Regions from separate parts of the Mus musculus genome. Here regions 1, 2, 3, 4 and 6 are each linked to region 5. Evidence: chromatin contacts called from public HiChIP or PLAC-seq and promoter capture Hi-C data. All regions are on one chromosome and are shown on one strand. Each heading gives the region's core, a stretch centred on a gene start, on an enhancer-like site or on the middle of the called end of the contact. The rest is flanking DNA. Distances are from core to core; before and after follow the strand shown. Region 1 holds the start of Pwwp2a (PWWP domain containing 2A). Region 2 holds the start of Slu7 (SLU7 splicing factor homolog (S. cerevisiae)). Region 3 overlaps Ccnjl (cyclin J-like). Region 4 holds the start of Adra1b (adrenergic receptor, alpha 1b). Region 5 holds the start of Il12b (interleukin 12b). Region 6 overlaps Ttc1 (tetratricopeptide repeat domain 1).

What was found. Promoter capture Hi-C pulls out the DNA fragments that hold promoters and counts their contacts. HiChIP or PLAC-seq counts read pairs in DNA pulled down with a chosen protein or histone mark.
Region 1: a contact with region 5 is called in a promoter capture Hi-C map of the C10 cell line. The contact joins the promoter of Pwwp2a here to the promoter of Il12b in region 5. A contact is called at or near these places in 11 of 39 promoter capture datasets (the 3T3-L1 cell line, 3T3-L1-derived adipocytes, the C10 cell line and 7 more), 4 of 115 datasets of contacts at active chromatin or transcription factors (the 230-238 cell line, astrocytes, bone marrow-derived macrophages and 1 more) and 1 of 9 other capture datasets (adipose tissue).
Region 2: a contact with region 5 is called in an H3K27ac HiChIP or PLAC-seq map of embryonic stem cells, with 10 times the contacts expected there. The contact joins the promoter of Slu7 here to the promoter of Il12b in region 5. A contact is called at or near these places in 5 of 39 promoter capture datasets (embryonic stem cells, hippocampal neurons, liver and 1 more), 3 of 115 datasets of contacts at active chromatin or transcription factors (bone marrow-derived macrophages, embryonic stem cells and stem cell-derived neural progenitor cells) and 2 of 9 other capture datasets (adipose tissue and embryonic stem cells).
Region 3: a contact with region 5 is called in a promoter capture Hi-C map of stem cell-derived epiblast-like cells, with 3 times the contacts expected there. The contact joins the enhancer-like site here to the promoter of Il12b in region 5. A contact is called at or near these places in 5 of 39 promoter capture datasets (the 3T3-L1 cell line, embryonic stem cells, liver and 1 more).
Region 4: a promoter capture Hi-C map of embryonic stem cells shows a contact between it and region 5, with 5 times the contacts expected there. The contact joins the promoter of Adra1b here to the promoter of Il12b in region 5. A contact is called at or near these places in 14 of 39 promoter capture datasets (the 3T3-L1 cell line, 3T3-L1-derived adipocytes, the HPC-7 cell line and 10 more), 1 of 15 datasets of contacts at CTCF or cohesin (the NIH/3T3 cell line), 2 of 484 Hi-C or Micro-C datasets (embryonic fibroblasts and pre-pro-B cells), 7 of 115 datasets of contacts at active chromatin or transcription factors (cardiomyocytes, embryonic fibroblasts, embryonic stem cells and 3 more) and 1 of 9 other capture datasets (embryonic stem cells).
Region 6: a contact with region 5 is called in an H3K27ac HiChIP or PLAC-seq map of acute myeloid leukemia, with 10 times the contacts expected there. The contact joins the enhancer-like site here to the promoter of Il12b in region 5. A contact is called at or near these places in 8 of 39 promoter capture datasets (the C10 cell line, cranial neural crest, hematopoietic stem and progenitor cells and 5 more) and 3 of 115 datasets of contacts at active chromatin or transcription factors (acute myeloid leukemia, bone marrow-derived dendritic cells and bone marrow-derived macrophages).

Annotation. Positions count from the first base shown.
Region 1 is chr11:43,680,357-43,683,923 of GRCm38.p6, reverse strand. Pwwp2a (PWWP domain containing 2A) reads right to left here and starts at 1,926. Exons shown (of 2, transcript NM_027557.1): 1 at 1,308-1,926. The coding sequence starts at 1,831. Gm34963 (a long non-coding RNA gene) reads left to right here and starts at 1,860. Exons shown (of 2, transcript XR_388594.3): 1 at 1,860-2,089.
Region 2 is chr11:43,432,261-43,435,455 of GRCm38.p6, reverse strand. Slu7 (SLU7 splicing factor homolog (S. cerevisiae)) reads right to left here and starts at 1,725. Exons shown (of 16, transcript NM_198936.1): 1 at 1,637-1,725.
Region 3 is chr11:43,564,458-43,568,090 of GRCm38.p6, reverse strand. All of the region lies in intron 3 of Ccnjl (cyclin J-like), which reads right to left. Among named protein-coding and RNA genes, the nearest start is that of Fabp6, 35 kb to the left of the region's middle. Within about 2 kb of position 1,625, at least 45 of the 459 cell types and tissues checked have an H3K27ac peak or open chromatin away from gene starts, as enhancers often do. A contact at or near this core is called in embryonic stem cells and stem cell-derived epiblast-like cells, where this site is marked.
Region 4 is chr11:43,834,810-43,838,214 of GRCm38.p6, reverse strand. It overlaps Adra1b (adrenergic receptor, alpha 1b), which reads left to right and starts at 1,726. Exons shown (of 2, transcript NM_007416.4): 1 at 1,726-3,075. The coding sequence starts at 2,127.
Region 5 is chr11:44,398,810-44,402,282 of GRCm38.p6, reverse strand. It overlaps Il12b (interleukin 12b), which reads right to left and starts at 2,220. Exons shown (of 8, transcript NM_001303244.1): 1 at 2,165-2,220.
Region 6 is chr11:43,727,591-43,731,181 of GRCm38.p6, reverse strand. It overlaps Ttc1 (tetratricopeptide repeat domain 1), which reads left to right. Exons shown (of 8, transcript NM_133795.2): 8 at 575-1,176. The coding sequence ends at 708. Among named protein-coding and RNA genes, the nearest start is that of Ttc1, 19 kb to the left of the region's middle. Within about 2 kb of position 2,086, at least 58 of the 459 cell types and tissues checked have an H3K27ac peak or open chromatin away from gene starts, as enhancers often do. A contact at or near this core is called in acute myeloid leukemia, bone marrow-derived macrophages, hematopoietic stem and progenitor cells and 1 more, where this site is marked.

The DNA of each region.
Region 1 (3,567 bases), core at 677-3,176, 720 kb after region 5:
TTCCAATGCAAATTTTAAGTAGCTGTTTCCAGGTAGGAACAAATTCCTGTAACTTTACAGGAGGTCAAGGAATTTGAGAGTAAAGCATAAGCCGGGATATGGATATGATGGGAATGCTTATCATATCAGTACTTGGGAGAGGCTGAGGCAAGAGGATTGCAAGCTCAAGGCAAGCATGGACAACTTAACTAACCCACACCATGTCTCAAAAGTCAAAGAAACTCTGGAGGAAGCTGGGGGTGTGTAGCTAGATGGCAGGATGCTTGCCTAGCATGCAGAGGCTCTAGGCTCAATCTCCAGTACAGAGAAAAAAGAAGAGAAGAGAAATACATAAACACATCAAACACACAGAGCCATTTCCAAACAGGTGAGACACCAGAGTGTGTGTGCTGTTGCAGGAAACAGAATGGAGAGCCATGAATGGGAGTCTCTGCACTTCCTATCTGCAAAAGAAGAGAATAAAAAGGTTAACTCTAGACTGAAAGCAGATTACCTTCTTTACCTGTTTAAAGCAGTGCCCAGAACATTTTAAATCAAAAGGTGAAAATATACTGGATAAGACAGAGGTTTGTAGGTGAACTCAACCTTCTAGTCAAAACAAATTTAACTGTAAACATCGTCTCGGAAATCTTTTGAGACTCAATCTCTATCACTGCCAAAGAAAAAGTCATGCGAACATTCCTTTGTAAACCCACCACTTGGGTAGTAAATGTTCAAAAGACAGGGGACCTATCCCGTCTCCAATATTTCTTTAAGCTATAAGTAAAATTAGCAAAAGGTACCTCCTTATTAAAGAGTGATCCTCCGAGAAACTATTTCCAGCAGTTCTTAATAACAGTTAAAAAAGGGTTCATTAACTCTAGGCTCTTCCTCTTTTAACAACTGACAGGTAACCTTTTGGGAAGCCCAAAGCACACACCCCTTTCTTCAGCCCCGCTAAAGTTAAAGGTTGATTTGAGGACAGGGAGATGCCTCCGCAGCACCTCTTCCCCCCCCCCCCCCCCCACAGCACCCGTTTCTCTAGGGGATCCATCTGCATTTTGCATTAACCCATCTGCCCCAGTGCGCAAGCCAGAGGGTCGCAGGGGGCTGGGGATGCGGAGGCGGGGTGTGCCAGCCATCTGCACCCGCGCGCGTCCCCAGCTGCACACCTGGGGCCGGGGCCGCGCGCGTCGGCCCCACGCGGAGCGCGCCCCACGCGGAGAGCGGCGCGGCGCGCAGGACCCGAGGGCGGGGCGGGAGCAGCTCGGGTTCGCGCTCTCCCTCGCGGCGGAGCGGACAGCTTGCAGTTGGGGGGCCGACGGTACCTTTTGGATAGGTCCATGAGGACCCCGGAGAAGAGCTTCTCCCCGAGGCGGAACGACACGACGAGCGCGTCCTCGATGATGTGGTCCAGCGTGACCCGCACCTCCGAGCCGGGGATGAGGTGCGACACCGCCGAGTCCCCGCCCGCCGGCGGCACGAGCGCCGGAGCTGGTGGCGGCCGCGGCGCGTCCTCGGGCTGCTCGGGGGCGGCCGGAGGCTGCTCGGGCGGCGAGACCGGGACAGCCGCGGGCTCGGGCGGCTTCGCCTCCTCAGCCTCGGAGCTATCGGCCAGCTCCCCCGGCGGCGGCGGCGGCGGCGGTGGCGGCAGCGGCTGCTCGTCGGCCTGAGGGGCGGACTGGCGCCCGTCGGCCTCGCCGTCCGGCACCGCCGCCTCCGTGGCCGTGACCGGGAGGGGGGTGCCGGCTTCGCTGCCGGGAATGGGCTCTAGCTCCGGCTCGGCCTCGCCGGCGCCCCCTTCCCCGGGGGACGCCGCGGTCGCCGCCGCCTCAGCAGCCACGGCCGCCATTTTCTCGCTGGTTTCTCCCTCCTCCTACTCGGGCTGCGGCGGCGGCGGCGGCAGCGCGGCTGGGATCCCGAGGCCTTCCCCTCCCTCCCGCTAACACTCTCGTCCCGCCCTTTCCCTGATGCTCGTGATTGGCACCGCGCCATTGGCTCCGCCTTCCACCCCCTTCCGCACTTCTGTCAACCCATTGGTCAGAAGGAGCCGTCTGTCGCGGGCTGAGTCCCGCCCCCTCCCTCAGAGTAGGAACTTCCCATTGGTCAGGTGAGTTGTCAAGTGGAGAATCTAAAAGGAGTTTGAGGGGCGGGCTGAAGGATGGCAAAAGCGGCGCCCTGTGCTTACAGCCTGTATCTATTGGTTAGTAGGGGAAATACCGCTTTAGGATTGGTTTATGCCCCTGCCCTTACTCGGCCCGTTCTTCGGAGGTGGGAGAAGGGAAGAAAACGCGAGTCGTGCCAGTTCTTTCAAAGACTCCCCAAGGGGGGAATAGCGGGAGAATGCAGAAAGGGAACCACTTCCCAAGAATCTTTGCGCAGAGATCCTTAGAATAAATGTTATTTCTAGGCTTGGATTTGCTTGTGGCCAAGTGTGGGCACAACAGGCTTCTGTTGGGAAAGATAACTAAAGTTCCGAAAATAATCCTGAGACACTTTTTGGGTGCCTATTCACTAGTCAGATTACGAGGTGCTGGAAACAGGGCGATGTACAAGACATTCTCCATGACCACATGACAGGAGCTCCCGCATACACACAAGCGGTGTTTTCCTTGGTTTCACTCTTTAAAATATAAAGGACTAAACTCTAGGAACCTGCTAATTTCAAAAAAGGAAAATTCTAACGAGAAGACAGACAACTGGCATGCTAAATTGACTGTAGTCCTTAGATCCACGGAAAGAGTTCACTATTGAAGCCTTTTCTTTCCTTACCCTCTTCCTTGCCGTGTGCAGAAAGAAAGAAAGAAAGAAAGAAAGAAAGAAAGGAAGGAAGGAAGGAAGGAAGGAAGAAAGAAAGAAAGAAAGAAAGAAAGAAAGAAAGAAAGAAAGAAAGAAAGAAAGAAATCTAGGCATAGTTGCCGGTGGGGCAGCTCTTGGGAGGCACAGGCAGAAATGGCAAAATTCTAGTCCAGACTTAATACAGTTTCAGGATAGACTCAACTGCAAACTGAGATCCCATCCCAAGAAAGAAAAGATGAGGGCTAGGGGAGCCCTCCAGTGTCCTAAGGTCCTTGTTTTTGTGGTTTGGGTTTTTGTTTTGAAACAGCGTCTCCCTATGTACTTCTGGCTTGCCTGGAACTCACAGAGATCGGCCTCCTTCTCTCTGCCTCCCAAGTGTTGCGTTTAAAGACCAATTCTATTTGAAATCTGTTAAGTCTAGAAGGAGCCACTGTACTCATTTCTTGCAGATTGTTCCTCAGTCAGTCCTTTCTAATAGGAGCAATCAGAGGCACTGAAAACACCTACAAAAGAGAAAGAAGATATTTACCAACGTGGAGGGAAGAATGAAATGTCAAAGATTAATTGAATACTATATATCAATATCTAGTACAATCTTACATGGTCCTTGCAATTCGACAAGTGCTATTATACCCATTTTATTTGAAAACTGAGACAAAAAGGTTTCTAATGTTGTTTAGCTAATAAATTACACGGTCATAAGTCCAGGTATTTTTTTATAGAAAAGACAAAATGACAATAAGCAAATATTAGCCAACGTTCTGTCTATTTCAAGCTTAGCAGTTCTCA
Region 2 (3,195 bases), core at 476-2,975, 970 kb after region 5:
GTGCATACTTGATATCCAGCAATCTCGATGTGAATATAGGATCAGAAGACCAAGGTCACCCTTGGATATATAGAGAGTTCAAGACATGAGACCTTGTTAGAAAAAAATAGAGATGGGTCTGTCTACATTCAGGGATGCCTAGCATATCTAGTTCTCTCTGTCTCTGCCTCTCTCTCTCTCTCACACACACACACAAACACACACCACAAAATCACCCATATTCATAGTGTGCCTATTTTTATACCTCTGCTTTGCACTCCTCTGCTCTGGTCACTGACTTCATTTCCATTCCCGACCATTCCATGCCTTCTTTTGTCAGAGATTCTCATTCTTTGGCTTCTATAACATGTTACTGGTTTTCCGTGAACACCTCTCCTGTTCTCGACTTCTCTGCAGGCTCATCTATTTGCACACGTTTATTTAGAGGCTGATTCCTTACAGAGCAGCAAGAGCCTCACTCACCACTCTAAACAATACCAGTTGCCAAGATTCAGGAGGAACAGTATCCCACTACTGGGGTTCCATACTATCTCTCTGCCCTAGACTTTTCATTTGATCTTCAAATCTACACAACCAACTGTGTACATGACATCCACACCCAGAACACTAAGTATTTATCCACAGCATTCCTTAAACTCCATGACTTTCCTGTGAAATTGTGTCTGCCTCCATCTCCCGAGTTCTGGCTTTATAGGCATATGCCACCATAGAGGTCTGTGTATGGGGCAGGTGAGACGGTTCACCTACTGCTCCTGTAGACAACCCTAACTCAGTTCTCAGCATCTATGTCAGGTGGCTCACAACTGTCCCTAACTCCAGCTACAGGGATTCCAAGAAGACTACACACGTTCTTACAAGGGCAAACCCACCTACCTACTTATACACATAATTAAAATAAAATAGACTTAAAAATAAAAACAGAAGTGTTAGAAATCCGTGGTAGTATATACTAGAAGCACAGATTTAATCATCTTCATTTTAACAGTTACCATTTCTTTAATTTACCATGCAGACCGTCACCAAATCTTTACAACCACCCTATTTTATGGTGAGGAAACAAGTTTGGGGCGGGGGGGGGGGGGTTAACACCTTCAGATAACAAGACATTAGTGAGAGACGACAGATCGCAAACCCAAGCCTGACTTTAGTTGGTCTTTCAACCCCTGTTACAAACCACAGACACTGGAGTGCAGGCCTGTCACATTCAAGATTAAGAGGGACTGAAGTGTTTTGTCATTAGGTTCCACTGCTCTGCAGAGGGTCCGGCTCTCTCCGAGTTAGAACTTTAACAGCTCCCACTCACTGATGCAATACGGACATTCTAATTTGACCCTCACAAAATAAGATCATCTCCACCTAACGGAAAAAACTGAACCTCAAAGGAACTCTTTTGGGGACAGAGGGCTCAGCTTCGGTACGGGCTGCTCAGGATGTCCGGCTTACAGTGACCAGGGCTTTTCCTTGAGGAGTCAGCCTCGGTCCGGCTGAACGCGAGGGCGGCGCCTGCGTCCTGGGCCACAGTCTCCACCCGGGTCCGCCGTTCCACGACGGCTCATCACCGCGAGGACTCACTGCAGGGGATACCCGCTCCCCGAGGTCCCCAGTTCGTCTGCTCAATCTCAGAACCCCAACTTACCCAGTCGCGCCGCAGACCACTCAAAACCATCCGCCAGAAACGAAGCGACTCGGCAATGTTTACTTCCGGGTTCCCTGCCTTCTTCCGGCTGCGCAGAGATAACTTCCGGGAGATCGGCACATGCGCATTTGCAAGCGCTTGGCTCTTTTTTTTTTTTTTTTTTTTTTTTTTTTTTTTTTTTGACCCAGAAAGGCGAAGTGATGGCAGTGCAGCTTTCTTTCTGGAACAGCACAGAATCTTTTTTTTTTTTTTTTTTTTTTTTTTTTTTAAAGATTTATTTATGTATATGGATAATCTATAGCTGTACAGATGGTTGTGAGCCTTCATGTGGTTGTCGGGAATTGAATTTTTTTAGGACCCCTGCTCGCTCCGGTCAACCCCGCTCGCCCAGTCAGTCTCTGCTTGCTCCCACCCAAAGATATATAAGTACACTGTAGCTCTCTTCAGACACACCAGAAGAGGGCATCAGATTCCACTACAGATGGTTGTGAGCCACCATGTGGTTGCTGGGTTTTGAACTCAGGACCTTCAGAAGAACAGTCAGTGAGTGCTCTTACCTGTTGAGCCATCTTGCCAGCCTACAGCACAGAATCTTAGCAAAAATGATTATTGAAAATGCTGCAAAGGTCGGCGTAATGGCACACACCTTTAATCCTAGCAGAGATAGGCATATCTTTGAGGTCCTGGCCAGTGACATAGGAAGACCCTTTTTCAAACAAACAAACAAACAAACATCCCCATAAAAAACAAACTCCTGGAAAATAGGCGACTTTGGTGAATTTATTTTTCTTAAAAAAAAAAAAAAAAAAAGCCTTATGCCAGGCAGTGGTGTCACATGCCTTTAATCCTAGCACTTGGGAGGCAGAGGCAGGCAGATTTCTGAGTTCGAGGCCAGCCTGGTCTACAGAGTGAGTTCCAGGACAGCCAGGGCTACACAGAGAAACCCTGTCTCAGGAAAAAAAAAAAAAAAGCCTTATGTTTTTTGTGTGTGAGTTTGCACATCATTGGCGTTAGATCATCTGTGACTGGAAATGCAGATATATGTCTGTGAACCAGAATGAGTACCAAACCGGGGGCTTCTGCAAGAATGACCTGTATTGACTACTGAGCCATTGCTTGGCCATTTTTCTTTATGCTGTCTTGTGGTTATTTATACTTCCCCTACGTGAAGTGCTCTTCAGATATACAGGACTATAGCTAACGTCCCCACCACCTCAGTCAAACAGCCCAAAGTAGTAGACTTTTTAAAAAAGGAACTTGAAGTGGGTTAAGAATGTAAAAATAATTTTGATTTTTCAAGGCAGCTAAAGGCAGAGCAGAGTCCTGCGGACTCAGAGCGCAAGGCTTGAGAGAGGGACCAAGAAGGCAGGGATTATCTTTGGATGAACGCTTTCTGTAAAGCTAAATTAGGAGAGACTTGTATTAGCTGAGGACTCTATTATAAGTTTACCAACCAGGTACATTATTTCCCAGTAACAAGTGGGGATCACAAAGCTGGCCTGGGAACACCATCACTCAGAAAAACATGTCCTTTTAAAGACAGGATGGTGATATTATTT
Region 3 (3,633 bases), core at 376-2,875, 830 kb after region 5:
ATACGGTAGACTTGGCATTGATAAGGTGCAGAATGTGGTCAAGATGCCAATACTTGGTGCTGGAGTGACGCCTCCGCAGTTAAAAGCTCTGGTTGCCCTTCCAAAGGACCTGGGTTCAATTCCCAGGACTGACATGGCAGCTTCAAGCTGTCTGTCGCTTAGTTCTAGAGTATCTGAAGCCTTCTTAAACTTTAAGAATTATTTATTTTGTTTTATGATTGTTTTGCCTGCATATATGTACGTGCATCATGTGTGCACCTGGTGTCTGTGGAGGTCAGAGATGTGTCAGATCCTCTGGCACCAGAGGTACAGATGGTTGTGAGCCACCATGTGGGTGCTGGAAGTCAAACCACTGAGCCATCTCTCCAGCCCCTTCAGGCCCTTTTTAAGCCTCCATGAGCACAGCAGCGCATGGTGCGCACACATACATACAGGTAAAACAAAAACAAAAACACAAAGACAAGCAAACAAAAACCCTCGCACACATACAAGAAAAAAAAATTAAAAATATGCAAACATTCACCACAGAGGGAGTTTATAGCTGAGCCCACCACCAGCATGATACCAGCTCTCAGGTATCATGGAAGGCACCTGACTCCAGTGTTCTGCTCACTGTGCAAACTGCTTACCCCCTAACAGCAAGGACACCTTGCTCTCTTAGAAGGCTTTGCTTTTGTGTTGCCAATGCAGGCCTAAGCCTGTATCTTTAGGAGAGTTTTTTTGAACAACTTGAGGATGGGGTTCAGTTTATTTTATGGCCCACTCTCAGCCCAATGCCTGGCACAGGGCCCACTCTCTGTCAAATAGGTACAAGGTTCTAGGGCTCCCGGTCTTCATCCAGGGGTGCTGTGGGCATCACTTCCATTCATTACCACCTCTCTAGAGCCCATAGTGTCCCTTATAGAATGGGGGAGGGGTCCTAGCACCTGTGTGGGGTGACAGCTATTGAAAACTGCACATTAATCAGGTCAAGCAGTTGAAATCTAAGACTTGCTGGGAAGCAGGAGCAGCAAATATTCAGGACCTCAGTTCCCAGACAAACAGGTCTAGGCTCTAACCTGCTAAGGCATTTTGTACAGTTTAAGAGCTTCTGGCCCACTCAGCTGTCTGACAGGCAGCTCACACACAAAATCCCTCTCCTGAAATGGCTCCAAGCCTGCCAGCGGCAGAGATGGGAACAGGGAATGGAAAATCACCATGTCCTCTGCTCTCTGGGCTGTCATGTTTGAGCTGCTGCTAGCAATCTGCTCTACACGGCTCTCAACAGAGAGACCAGCCCTTCCAGGCTTCGTGGCCACCACCCAAAGGAGCCACGGACACTGTAGCAGCTTTTGCGTGGCACTGTGTGTGTGTGTGTGTGTGTGTGTGTGTGTGTGTGTGTGTGTGTGTGTGTGTGTATAGAGGGGTAGGGATGATGCACAAAATATAAGGCCCCGTTGTGACCCCATCCCTGAGTGCTGAAACTTTTGCAAATGTTTCCATGGCAGGACAAAGGAAATGGAGTTCTTCCTAGTGAGCTATGAGGAAAACAGTAAGTGTGCTCCCCCCACCCCCCACCCCCAGTATTTCCAGTATCTGTTTCCTTGGAGACTTGGGTTTGACTCTGGCAAGAAGTCTCACACCTTGCCAGAAACCTGGGGGGCGGGAATCATCTCTTTGTTCTCAAGTTCCCTAACACTGTGACCCTTTAATACAGTTCCTCCTGTTGTGGTGTCCTTCAACCATAAAATTATTTTTTTGTTGATGCTTCGTAACTGTATTTTTGCTGCTGTTATGAATTGTAAAGCAAATATCTGACATACAGAATGTCTGATATTCAACCCTTGTGAAAGGGTCCTTTGACCTCCAACGGAGTCTTGACCCGCAGGTTGAGAACTGCTGCTTCAATGAGTGCCTCGGAGGCATCTTAAGCATTCTTAGCTCTGGGGGCGGGAAGGGGTAAGGTAATGGGGTGGAGGGGGAAGCTGTTGTGCTCAGCCTTCCCAGGCTTACTTCATCACAGCCTACCACAAGGGATTAAGACAGCTTTCAAGTTTCAGAAATCTTCAGCAAGATCTCCAAAGGGTGCCCCCCTCCCACTCCGTTGCCGGAGCAGCAGCTCCGCAGAGGCAGTAGTTATTGAGTGATCAAAGCAGGGGTGGGGCACACGGGTTAGGGGGACACTGGGGTTGTGTGAAGGTGATTTCCTGGGGGAAGGCCAGGCTTTTCCTATAATCTCCTGAGATCCTTAGGCAGGAGCCTGGCAGGCAATCGCCTTTACTGGTTTCTGCCGGAAGAGACAAGACTATTGATTTCCGCTTTAAAGAGCCCTAAAAGCAGCTAATATCTTTCCATCCCTTCTTTGAACATCCAAGACAGGGCAAGAGATGTGTGTAAAATGGAAATGCACCCTCAAGAGTGAGGGTTGGCCACCAGGGCACCCTGATGAGAGCCGGGGGCAGGCAGACACACCACTCAGCTTTGACAATTTATAGCTTAGGTGGGGCCTTTATTGATGGGAGTGGAACATGCTTACAACCCTAGTATGCAGGAGGATGAAGCAGGGGGATGGAGAACTTGAAGCCAGCCTAGGTCCAGGCTAGTCTGTTCAACAGAAAAAAAAATTTTTTTTTCTTCAAAACAAACAAAAGGGGAGCACTTAGACCTATCTCCTAGTTCAGTTCAAACTCCTACCAACATATTTGAAATCGAATTTCATTTTTATTTATGGGATGAGTGTCTACATATACCATATGATGTGTGCAGTGGCCAAGGAGGCCAGAATAAGGCATCAAATCCCCTGGAACTAGAGTTATAAAAATTGTGACCTGTCATATCTGTACTGGGAGCCAAACCTGAGTCCCCTGCAGGAGCAGCACATGCTCTCAACAGCTGAGCCGCCACTGTAGCACTCAATGACAAAATCTGGAACATGCACCCCCCCCCATCTCTGTCTCTCTGTCTGTCTCTGTATGTCTCTGTTTCTCTGTCTCTGTGATATTGGGGATTGAGCCTGGGGCCTCACGTACGATAGGCAAATACTCTACCATCTAGCTACGTCTCCAGCCCCTTGCTTGCCCTATGGCCAAAAGATTCTGCTTGTGGGACAGGACTCCATCTTACAGACAGACTCCCATAAGCAGGGGAAGCTACAAGACAGTAGCTATCTGGCTGTAAACTGCCGGGGAAAAGGTGGACACCCACCTAAAGTCTCACCAATAGAGAGCTCATTCAATAGATGCTGCTGATAAAAATGGAGGATTTATAGCCAAGAAAGAGCACAGGAAACTCCCTCACAGACTGAAGGAGGCACTGAGGATAAGAGCCCACTTAGGCACGTTTATTAATTTAATATTTGCGTGTTTATTTACTTGCTTATTTATTGTTGTGTGTGGCACAGGTGCTACAAGGACAGCACACATGGAGGCCAGAAGACAACTGGAAAATCAGTTCTTCTCTTCTCCCGTTACATGGGTTGGCTCCTCAGAACCTATGTGAAGGGCGTTTTACAAACTGCTTTTACCTGCTGAGGCATCTCACAGGCCCCAGTGAGGTGAATTTATCCTGATGAGTTTTTGTTCCTCATGAAGGACACATTCTATAAAGTCACCTTGAACCACTGTCCTTAGGATGAAGAGATGGGGAACAACCACA
Region 4 (3,405 bases), core at 477-2,976, 560 kb after region 5:
AAAAAGCCCAAGTTATAACATTTACTCTATCCCCTATTTTGCTCCTATAGAAACGGTGACTCTTCTATGGCTCAGTACTCAGCACTAGAATAAGGAAACCCAGTAATGACATTCAACTCCAACTCACCCTTCCTCTCCTCAATAGGCATATGTACTTGAAAAAAACGGCTCAACTCCCTTATCACACGGGTCCCATCCTCAAAACAGAAATCAAAATGAGACTAGTTCTCTCATCAAGTCGGGAGAAAAGGCAGCATGAACGTAGCACATGGTCTAGCATCTAAGTATTGGGAGACAGAGAATCTTGAGTTCAAAACCAACCTGAAGACCTTCTTTCTTTTTTTTTTTTTTTTTTTTTTTTTTGAAGACCTTCTTTCTAAAAACAAACAAACAAACAAACAAACAAGAAAATTCTTCCCTGGTTTGACTTTTTTCTTCTTCCTTTTTGTAATTACCCACCTCTGGAAATAGGGTTTGTAGCCTAATAGCCTACATGTATACAAGGCAATACAAGAAAAGAGCCAACAGGCAAGACCCCCCCCCCCAAGTCCCTTCCCCAGGATTTGGCAATCAGTCCTCACTCTCTACTCCCAGAGATACAACTAGCTCCCTCTCACCCTTCCCTCCCTTCCTCCCTCCTTCCCTCCTTCCCTCCTTCCCTCCTTCCCTCCCTCCCTCCTCCCTCCTTCCCTCCCTCCCTCAACTATCTCTTTAGTGACAACCCCAAGCCCCTTCTTAAAATGTCAAGTTCAGCCTAGAGATGCTGCTCACTTGGTAGAGTATGTGCTTGCCTAGAATGCACGAAGCCCTGAATTCCATCCCCAGTATCAAATAAACCAACCACGGCGGTACATGCTTGTAATTCCAGCACTCAGGAGGTGGCCATAGGAAAATCAAGAGTTCAAAGGTATTCTTGTGTTATACAGTGAGCTGGAGGGCAACCTGAGCTACATCATACTCTGTCATTAAAAAAAAAAATCCAATTCATATTCTTCCATACCCTGGTTGCATTTCTCTGTCCTCAATTAATCTTCTCCTAAACTCCTGTCATTAGATGTCTCGCTTCAGATTTTGCTTGTTTGATAAGCTTCCACTTGCCGGTCAGGAATCTGGGTACCCTTCTAACTGTTGGAGAACAGTGCCTAGAATGGAGCCACTGCCTGGAGGTGGACATTAACAATCCACTGAAGGAATGTGTGCAGGGAATAACTGAACGAATGAATGAGCAACAGAAGTTTCTAGGTTTTATCAAGGCCAAAGAGGTTGCAAGGGGGAACTAAAGTATACGCCTGGTCTCAGATGTGACTCAAGTCTCTGTCACCTGCCTAACGCAGGGATTTTCTTCCTTTTGTAGAAGCCAGTTGTGTAGAAGTTGCACATCTCTCTGAACCCATGGCTTGACTCCAGGAGCCCCCATTAGAGGTAAGCATCCCCACCCTACCTTTTAACTGAAGCGTGAACAGGGGGAAAAAATAATCCCAGCGGGCCCCCTGGGGTGTATGAACCGGGATGCCCACACCCGGATCCCCTGCTCTGCTCCCCGCCCCATCCCCGCAGAGGGAGCGGTGCCGGGCGCGGCAGGTCTCCAAGCCGACTAGGCTGGCGCTGGCGTCGGGGCTGCGCTCCTTGGCTGGACCCGCATTGCCCCCTAGTGCCGCACAGAGTCAGGGCGCCCGGGCTTCCCCGCCTGATGTCACCGCCGTGCAGTCAGCCCAGAGGCGGCTCATTGAAAGCAGACCCTCCTCGCGATCGCTGGGCGGAGAAGGCACCGCGGTCCGTAGACCCGCCGCGGGCCGGGCACAGCCGGGCACCCCCGGCCCGGCGCCCGCTCCTCCCCGCGCTCCCGCGCCAGCCCGGCCAGGCGCGCCTGACGTGGACCATTAAACTTGGAGCTGCCGCCTCGTCCCCTCTCTCCTCCTCCTCCCTCTGACAGGCGAGCGAGCCGCTGGGTGCAGGCAGGCGACGTGCTGCCGGGCTAGGCTGCCCGGGGGAGATGACTTCTCGCCAGGAGGACGCCTCTGGAAAGAAGACCACGGAGGGAGCAAAGTTTCAGGGCAGCTGAGGAGCTTTGGTCGCAGCCCTTCCGAGCCCAATCTCCTCCCTGGCTATGGAGGGCGGACTTTAAAATGAATCCCGATCTGGACACCGGCCACAACACATCAGCACCTGCCCACTGGGGAGAGTTGAAAGATGCCAACTTCACTGGCCCCAACCAGACCTCGAGCAACTCCACACTGCCCCAGCTGGACGTCACCAGGGCCATCTCTGTGGGCCTGGTGCTGGGCGCCTTCATCCTCTTTGCCATCGTGGGCAACATCTTGGTCATCCTGTCGGTGGCCTGCAACCGGCACCTGCGGACGCCCACCAACTACTTCATTGTCAACCTGGCCATTGCTGACCTGCTGTTGAGCTTCACAGTCCTGCCCTTCTCCGCTACCCTGGAAGTGCTCGGCTACTGGGTGCTGGGGCGCATCTTCTGTGACATCTGGGCAGCGGTTGATGTCCTGTGTTGCACGGCCTCCATCCTGAGCCTATGTGCCATCTCCATTGACCGCTACATTGGGGTGCGATACTCTCTGCAGTACCCCACGCTGGTCACCCGCAGGAAGGCCATCTTGGCGCTCCTCAGTGTGTGGGTCTTGTCCACGGTCATCTCCATCGGGCCTCTCCTTGGATGGAAAGAACCTGCGCCCAATGACGACAAAGAATGTGGGGTCACAGAAGAACCCTTCTACGCCCTCTTTTCCTCCCTGGGCTCCTTCTACATCCCACTGGCGGTCATCCTGGTCATGTACTGCCGAGTCTACATCGTGGCCAAGAGGACCACCAAGAATCTGGAGGCGGGAGTCATGAAGGAAATGTCCAACTCCAAAGAGCTGACCCTGAGAATCCACTCTAAGAACTTTCATGAGGACACCCTCAGCAGTACCAAGGCCAAGGGCCACAACCCCAGGAGTTCCATAGCTGTCAAACTTTTTAAGTTCTCCAGGGAAAAGAAAGCAGCCAAAACCTTGGGCATTGTAGTCGGAATGTTCATCTTATGTTGGCTCCCCTTCTTCATCGCTCTCCCACTTGGTAAGTTGGGGGCTGGCAGAGGGGAGGTAGACCTACATTGGTTTTCCTGATGATCTCACACCAAAGTTTTTGTGTGGGTTTGGTTATTTTTATGCCATCAGTGTGTGTTTGGAGACTGGATAATACTATTTGTTCTGCAAGGGCTTTGCAGATTGGGGAACTGGCTAAGAACCAACTCAGGTGTTGGTGAAAAAAAAGCTAAGATACTAGGCACTTGAAATAGAAGCACGGAAGGAGAATCTGGGATGTGGAATGACTCAGTCACTGGCCTCAGTTTAATAATTAAAAAGGACACTGGGCTCCAACATCTCGCCAGTGTTATTTCGGTAG
Region 5 (3,473 bases), core at 971-3,470:
AGGCTTATGTGATCTTCAAGAGCTATTGGGCATGCAGTGAGATGACATTGTATAATACCTTGCACTAGTAAAAAGCTAAGGAAAAAAATTGAAATTCTTTCTGTTTTGTGCACACTGGGTTGAAAAATAAAAATCTGCCAGGCTGTAGAGAGAAATGCCCAGAGAAGGTGATGCAATTATACACGGCTGTGAAACCCAGATGGTAGGACTCTGGGCAGGGAAAAAAGGCAGAGATTCCTGGCATCTCCTGGTGATCTCTTCATATGCTCTCAACACAGGGATTTCCCCTTTGGCTACATGCCAAGCATTTCCTCTGTCAGCCTCAGATGCACTTGAGCATCACACGTGAACCATATTTCAGGCTGAAGGGAGCCCTGGCAATGGTCCAAGGAACAATCTTCATTTCGGCATCACCTACATCTTAGATCATAGAAGACCAGCAGAGGGTGGAGATGATGGCAGGTCGCCTCTTAATCAAATCTGCACAAGCAAAAAAGTGTGCAGTATGTAGCCAGGCTTTGGCTTTCAGGCTGATTGGCAGATGCTGGGCTTTGTTTCCCTCTCACTCCACAATTCTTCCATATGCTATGTTTTAACAATTCTTTTTTGTTTGTTTGTTTGTTTGTTTGTTTTCATTAGTTTTCTTAAGTCCTGAAAGTCTTGTGCAAAGAGCACAGGAACCCTGGGCTGGATACTCTAGCTCCCTAGAGCATGCAAATGCTTCCAAACATTGCTGCCAGCGGGTGCCTGAGTGGACATCCCTTTTGCAAGTTTCATTCTGTTATTCTTTAATTTAAAAGAGAAATGATATGTAAAAATAAAAATGCCCAGAAACAACAATGCACAGTACAGATGGCGTGGCTGTCAGGGATGGCAAGGAGGGCACGGGCAAAGGGCCTTGGTTCTACAGCCAAACAGACCTCAGTCTGCCACTTGTTAGTTATGTGACCTTGACAAGTTGTGTTGACTTTGTCAAGCCTGTACTCCTAGATTAAAAATAACTCTGTCAGGTTAGGAGTTCATGAAATGATCCACAGAAAGTGCCAGCTTGAGCCCCAAATGAAAACAGGACCCCAAATAGCTACTCTTCCCCTTCAGCATCGCTGAAATGACAATCATTTGATTACGTCTTTAATGTCTGTCCCCCCTTTCCCATACCGAGGTGTGTGACAGAGGTCATATCTGTCTAGTCTTATATCCAGAATCTAGCCTAGAGAGAGTCCATGGATTGTTGGTGCAATAATCACAGTATTTCAGATCTCAGCAAAATGAATTCTTGGGGGTGACCTAACTTCATCTTGAAATGCCTTGCTTGAACAAACGGAGCCCCCAGCTGAGGCTCAGTGATCCCTGGGTGAAAGCAAGATGTCACCCTGCCCCATCACCCTGCCCCATCTGGTGCTCATGATTTCACCTGGGCAAGCAGAGGAAGCCAACCCATGAAGATTAGCCTTCCCTTTCTCACAGATTTTAGAACCCTTTAGGAAATAGTTTGGAACATGCCTTGGGCTTTCCAGTTTTGAAGAGGTGGCAAAGTTAGTTAAAATCCAAAGGAACCCCCAAACCCAGCTCTCCACTTTGATTATCATAGCTGATTCTAAAGGCCATCACAGGTAGGACATTCAGTGATGAGCTTAGGCTTGAAGGGGTACATGAAAGGCTTTTTTTTTTTTTAAGTTTCACTCTTAAGGCAAGAACAGAATTTTAACAACACTCCTTAACACATATGCATTAATACTTAAGAAAATGCACATAGTATATGTGTCTATATAGACAAAGCAAACCTTTCTATCAAATACACATCTGTCCACAATGCTTGGCACATATTATTAGTAGCTCAATTTTTTGAGACTCTCTCAAACTCATTACACAGCTGAATCTGGCCTTAAACTCCTGTGCATTCTGTTTCCTGCCTCCCAGATTTGGAGATTACAGGTGTGCGCCATCACATCTGTAATTAGCTGACTTTTTAAATGACTATTTGAAGCCCCTGTCGTCAAAGCCCCTGGTTTCCACCAGCGGGGAAAGCCATCCGAGATGCTCCCAGAATCCACTTACCCCACTCCCACGCTGCCTGGTTCAGGGGTAGCCTGTCCCCTGGAGTCTGAATCTGGACAGCCTCTAGATGCAGGGAGTTAGCGACAGGGAAGAGGAGAGAACTTACCTTGCTTTGCTGCGAGCTGCCTGGTCTGATGTGCCTGGACACCCACTGTTCCTTCTGCTGCCTTGGCTGCTCCTGGTGCTTATATACTCTACTCCTACAGAACTTTCTGATGGAAACCCAAAGTAGAAACTGACTAGTCTCAATTGCAACACTGAAAACTAGTGTCAAAACATTCTGGGGGAATTTTAAGAAGTTCCTCCCTCCCCCCCTTGCCTCCCTGAGTGCATCTATCATACAGAGGGAATATAGACGTCGAAATCCCAGGTTAAGAGGAAATGACTTCGGGGTGTGGAAAAAGGAAGGAGGCAGAGATACTAATTTCTGTTTACATCATGCCTAAGGTGAATAGAGGCGGCAATGGCTAACCTCTCCCGATTCCACAGACTGCAGAAAAAGGAAGGACTTGCCCCAAACCGAGTTCATGGTTCATGCCACAATCAAATAAGTAGGTGTTACAGGCCCAAAGAATAAAGGGCCTAGTGTATCTGGGCCACCTTTCCCCATGTTTTCTTGTTAGCATCTAAATTCAGAAGGTATTACCTCCTGTTTGGCTCCACGTACCCCCTACCTCATACCTATGTTGTCTGTATCCAGGGACAGCTCTGGGGAGGTGAATAACTAATAAAAGTCATAGTGTTTTGAGGGCGTCTCTTATGCTTATAGGTCCTTACTCATGGATTGATAGCAGCATGAACTGAGCTAGACATAGGCAAGCGTACAGATGATTCAAAGGTCACTCTTTTGGGTACCCATACTATATTCTCACTTCAGTAATAACGTGTCTGTGGTCCTATAAACCCTTTGTAGTTTCTCTTCTTGAGGAGTTTAAAATTGCAAAGAGGTGTGCAATCCTGTAAGTTGATGTTACCTCCCTTCCTCATCCGTGCTCAGAAATATTAGCTCTTCTTGCACATCCAGTTCGCATACAGATGAGAGCCACTCTCAGAGCCGCCGATAGAGGGCGCGAAGCGAGGACATCCTCGCGGTTGGGACGCAAGGGACACAACCCGCCGCTTCTCCATTCCTGTCCCTGGCCTGGGTTCCCGCCTCCTGGGAAGTTCCTAGGGCTGAGGTTGGACCCTGTCAGGTTTCGGGCGGTGTAGATTTCCGGCCTAACTTTCTTCCAAGTGTCAGTCTGCCTGGGGCGCGGGGAGGGGGAGAGAACTGCGGAGCTTCCCAGCCACACACTTCCTCACTCCAGCAGCCCAGCTGCAATCCCTCTTTGGTCCTGATCGGCTTCAAACTGAGGGTGGAGACATCAGTCACAGCAAGCTAGCTAGTGGCATCCCTGTACTCCTAGGCTTCGAGT
Region 6 (3,591 bases), core at 837-3,336, 670 kb after region 5:
ATAAATTCTGTCCACTACTCCATAACGCCCCAATTTTTGGTATGTCTTCATTACTTAAGTGATGAGTGAGTAAAGCTTGAAGCTAGAGCAGGGAACCCTGGGATATTGAAGTTGGTGGCACTATACAAATGAACAAGACCTCATCTCCCCCAGAAGGTAACAAGAGCTTTGAAGCAGGCTGAGTGGGAGCCAAGAGTAAACACGGGAGGCTCAGTAGAAATGTGTCGTGTTGGGGTGAACTCAGCAGCTGTTGTTTGCCTTAGAACAGGTGAGTTAAGGAACCACTGTCCTCACATCCAGGAAGGCCAGGCTCAGCCAGATGCCTTCATCCAGCACTTGGGATGGACATCCCTGTCCTTTGTAATTCTAGCCAGCTTGACAGGAGATTTTGACTCCATGGAGGGATCCTGAAGGACTGTGAGCTCCAGTGTCACTCAGGCAGTGGAGTGACAGCGAGCCTGAGAGGAAAGAGGCTGAGAATCCTCCCAGAAAGTGTCAGGTCCTGACAACAGAGTTAACTGACTGGTGTCTCCTGCTTGTTCCTGCATTCATCTGAGTTGTTTTTATGTTGCAGGTAAACTAAAAGATCTTGGCAACTTGGTTCTGCGACCTTTTGGGCTCTCCACAGAAAATTTCCAGATCAAGCAGGATTCTTCTACTGGCTCCTACTCCATCAATTTTGTTCAAAATCCGAATAATAATAGATAACAGAAATAACAGTCTTAAAGGCTGACTGGGAGGCCATGAACTGTTCACAAGGAGCACGGCTCTGCAGGCGTTGAATATTTAAAAGCATCTATCTAAGAAAGGCTGTGTAGTAGAACCAGAGGCGCCTTCTTGCTCTTGTTTTATGATCAGGGTGGAATGTGCCTCCTGATGTATGAGCCTCATTAATTTCCATTTTAAGGTGGTGTCTGTGCAGCCGTGTCCCTGGTTCTGGCTGTTTTCTGTCTGGTGGAGAAGCCTGCTTGTCAAAGCTGACCTCTTAGAGCCGCACAGATGTGCTAGCCACCAAAAACCTCCTGTAACCATGCAAGCCTGTAGTTGAGTGATGACCATACATATGGACAGGGTCCCCTCCTGCTGTCCCTCCCTGCTCACACTTGCTCAGATGCTGCAGTGCAGGGGCTTCAGCATTCTTGAGTTCCTCCGTGTTAATAAAAACATCCTGTGACAGTTGGGGACTATGTTGTTAATTTTGTCCCCTTAACAGCAGCTGAAGCAGATTCTATATGACATTTGGAACCAGTTCTGGTTTCCATCGAGGTCACTGATTCTGAAGCCCACAAAGCTAAAGTTTTTGCTGCTTGACTCTCCCTTGAATAACCGATCAGTGTGCCAGAATTGAAGACTCCTGCTTCACAGGGCAGCTGAGTCAGTCTCCAGTTTTGTGAAATTAGCGGTTCTGACCAAGCATCAGTGCTAATCTCAGCTTAAAATGCCATCATTCAGAATGGTTTGTCTCCAAACAGCCTGTCTGTGTAGGCTGCATGAAGGCACAAGTTTCCAGGAGAGGTTTTTGTTTACCTAGGTATCTGTTGATGCTAGTTTTCAGTCAGTGTCAGTGACATGTGTGCCTTATTTTGCAGATGAGCTGCCATGTTATTTTGTGAGCTGTGTGTGACAACTGTTCTAGAACTTATGTGCGTCAATATCGAGTAGCTTTTGGCCAAAGTTTCTGTACAACTTGTGTGATTTTTTTTTCTATACATATGCTTTTCAGGGAAACTAGATGCCAGATTTAACATGTAATCAGCAAATCTGAGTGTTGTAGCTAATACCTGTAAACCCCAGCACTTAGGAGGCCACAAGCTCCAAACTGATTAACTCTCAGCCTGGAAGACAGGCTTGGCCAATCAGTCACCGCTGCACACCTTCCCCTCCCTAAGTCCCTACAACATAGACCCTCAAGTTCTATGTGTAAGTGTATGCTTGTGTGAGTTTATATTACACCATGTGCACACAGAGACCAGAAACTGGAGTCACAGTTGGGAGCCACCATGTGGTTGCTAGTAACCAAACTTGGATCCTCTGCAAGGGCAATATGCACTTTTAATTGATGAGTCATCTCTAGCCCTTTCTGAAAGATTTCTGGCCCAAAGAACAGGAAATGATATTCTAGTTACATTTCCTGATAGGCATTGCTGCAGGGTATAGAGCTATTGCTTTTGTGTATGCGTTTGTACATCCAAGAATTTGGAGGCCAGAAGTTGCCGTCAGCTATCTTCCTCAATCACTACATAGTTCTTACTGATTTACAACCCAGTAGACCATGTCTCCGAGAGATTTACCTGCCTGCGCCTCATGCACACTAGGTACTTAACGAACCATCTCCCGAGTGTTGGAGGTTTCGAAACCCTCTCCCTTCCTCCAGCCCACAAACTGTTAGAGAATGTGAAGGGAAGCCAGCATTGCATGGGCCTGCAGAAAGGAAAGGGGGAGCCATGTGGCTGCTCAGACATCCATAAGCCAGCCCCCAGATCTAAGATTTTCAAAATGTTTAGCAATAGCAAAATCGTAAAATGGAACAGGTATGTAGAGAGCTGTGTCATGGTGCTCTACTACTTATTTCTGATTTGAAAAATCCTCTGATTTCTTCCCTTAACCCTGAGTTTACTTCTTTGGGAATGCTGGGGATTGAGAGCTACAGCCTAGACCCCAGAGTTTCAATAAGGCAGGTAGGTAGGTAGGTAGGTGGGTGGGTGGGTGGGTGGGTGCACACCTGTGTGGGGTTTTTTTTTTTATTATTTCTATTTTATCTTTTTTTTTTTTTTTGAGGCAGGGTCAGTTATAACCAGGCTGGCCTCCTAATCCTGCCTCCACCTCCCAAAGTACATTACAGGCATGTAATGTACAGCTCACCCAATGACATGTATTTTAGTTCCAGCAATATTGCAGAAGGTAAAAACAATTTTCAGCCTCCTTTTAGAATTGTTTTGAAAAAAACCAACACAGTGGCACACGCCTGTAGTAACCAAACTCTTGAGAAGGGACGACAGAGACCGTTGTTAACTAGTCTCAAGAAATAAAACTCTGAGGAGAGACATTCTCTACAGTAAGCTAAGAATGGGGCTACTGCTCAGTGATAAGAGTATATGCCTCAAACTGTTAGAGAATGTGAAGGGAAGCCAGCATCGCGTGGACCAGCACTGCATAGACCAGAAAGGAAACGGGGAGACATGTGTGAGCCATCGATTTGACTCCTAGCACTGGAGCAGGCAGGGTGTGATCTGTCATTTCCTGCACTATGGTTCCTAGATTGTTAGCACCGGGAGATTCCACAAGAGATACTAACAATGTGAACCCAAAGGCCTTCAGAGTCTGTGTCCATTAAGTGCCTATTTGGGTTTGTTTTTAAGATTTTATGAGTACTCTGTAGCTGTCTTTAGACACACCAGATGAGGGCATCAGATTCCATTACAGATGGTTGTGATACATCATGTGGTTGCTGGGATTGAACTCAGAACCTCTGGGAAAGCAGTTAGTGCTCTTAAACACGGAGCCATCTCTCCAGCCCCTGGTTTTGTTTTTAAGATTTATTTTTATTTGTTTAATATATATGAGTACTTTATCTGCATGTACAGATTAAAG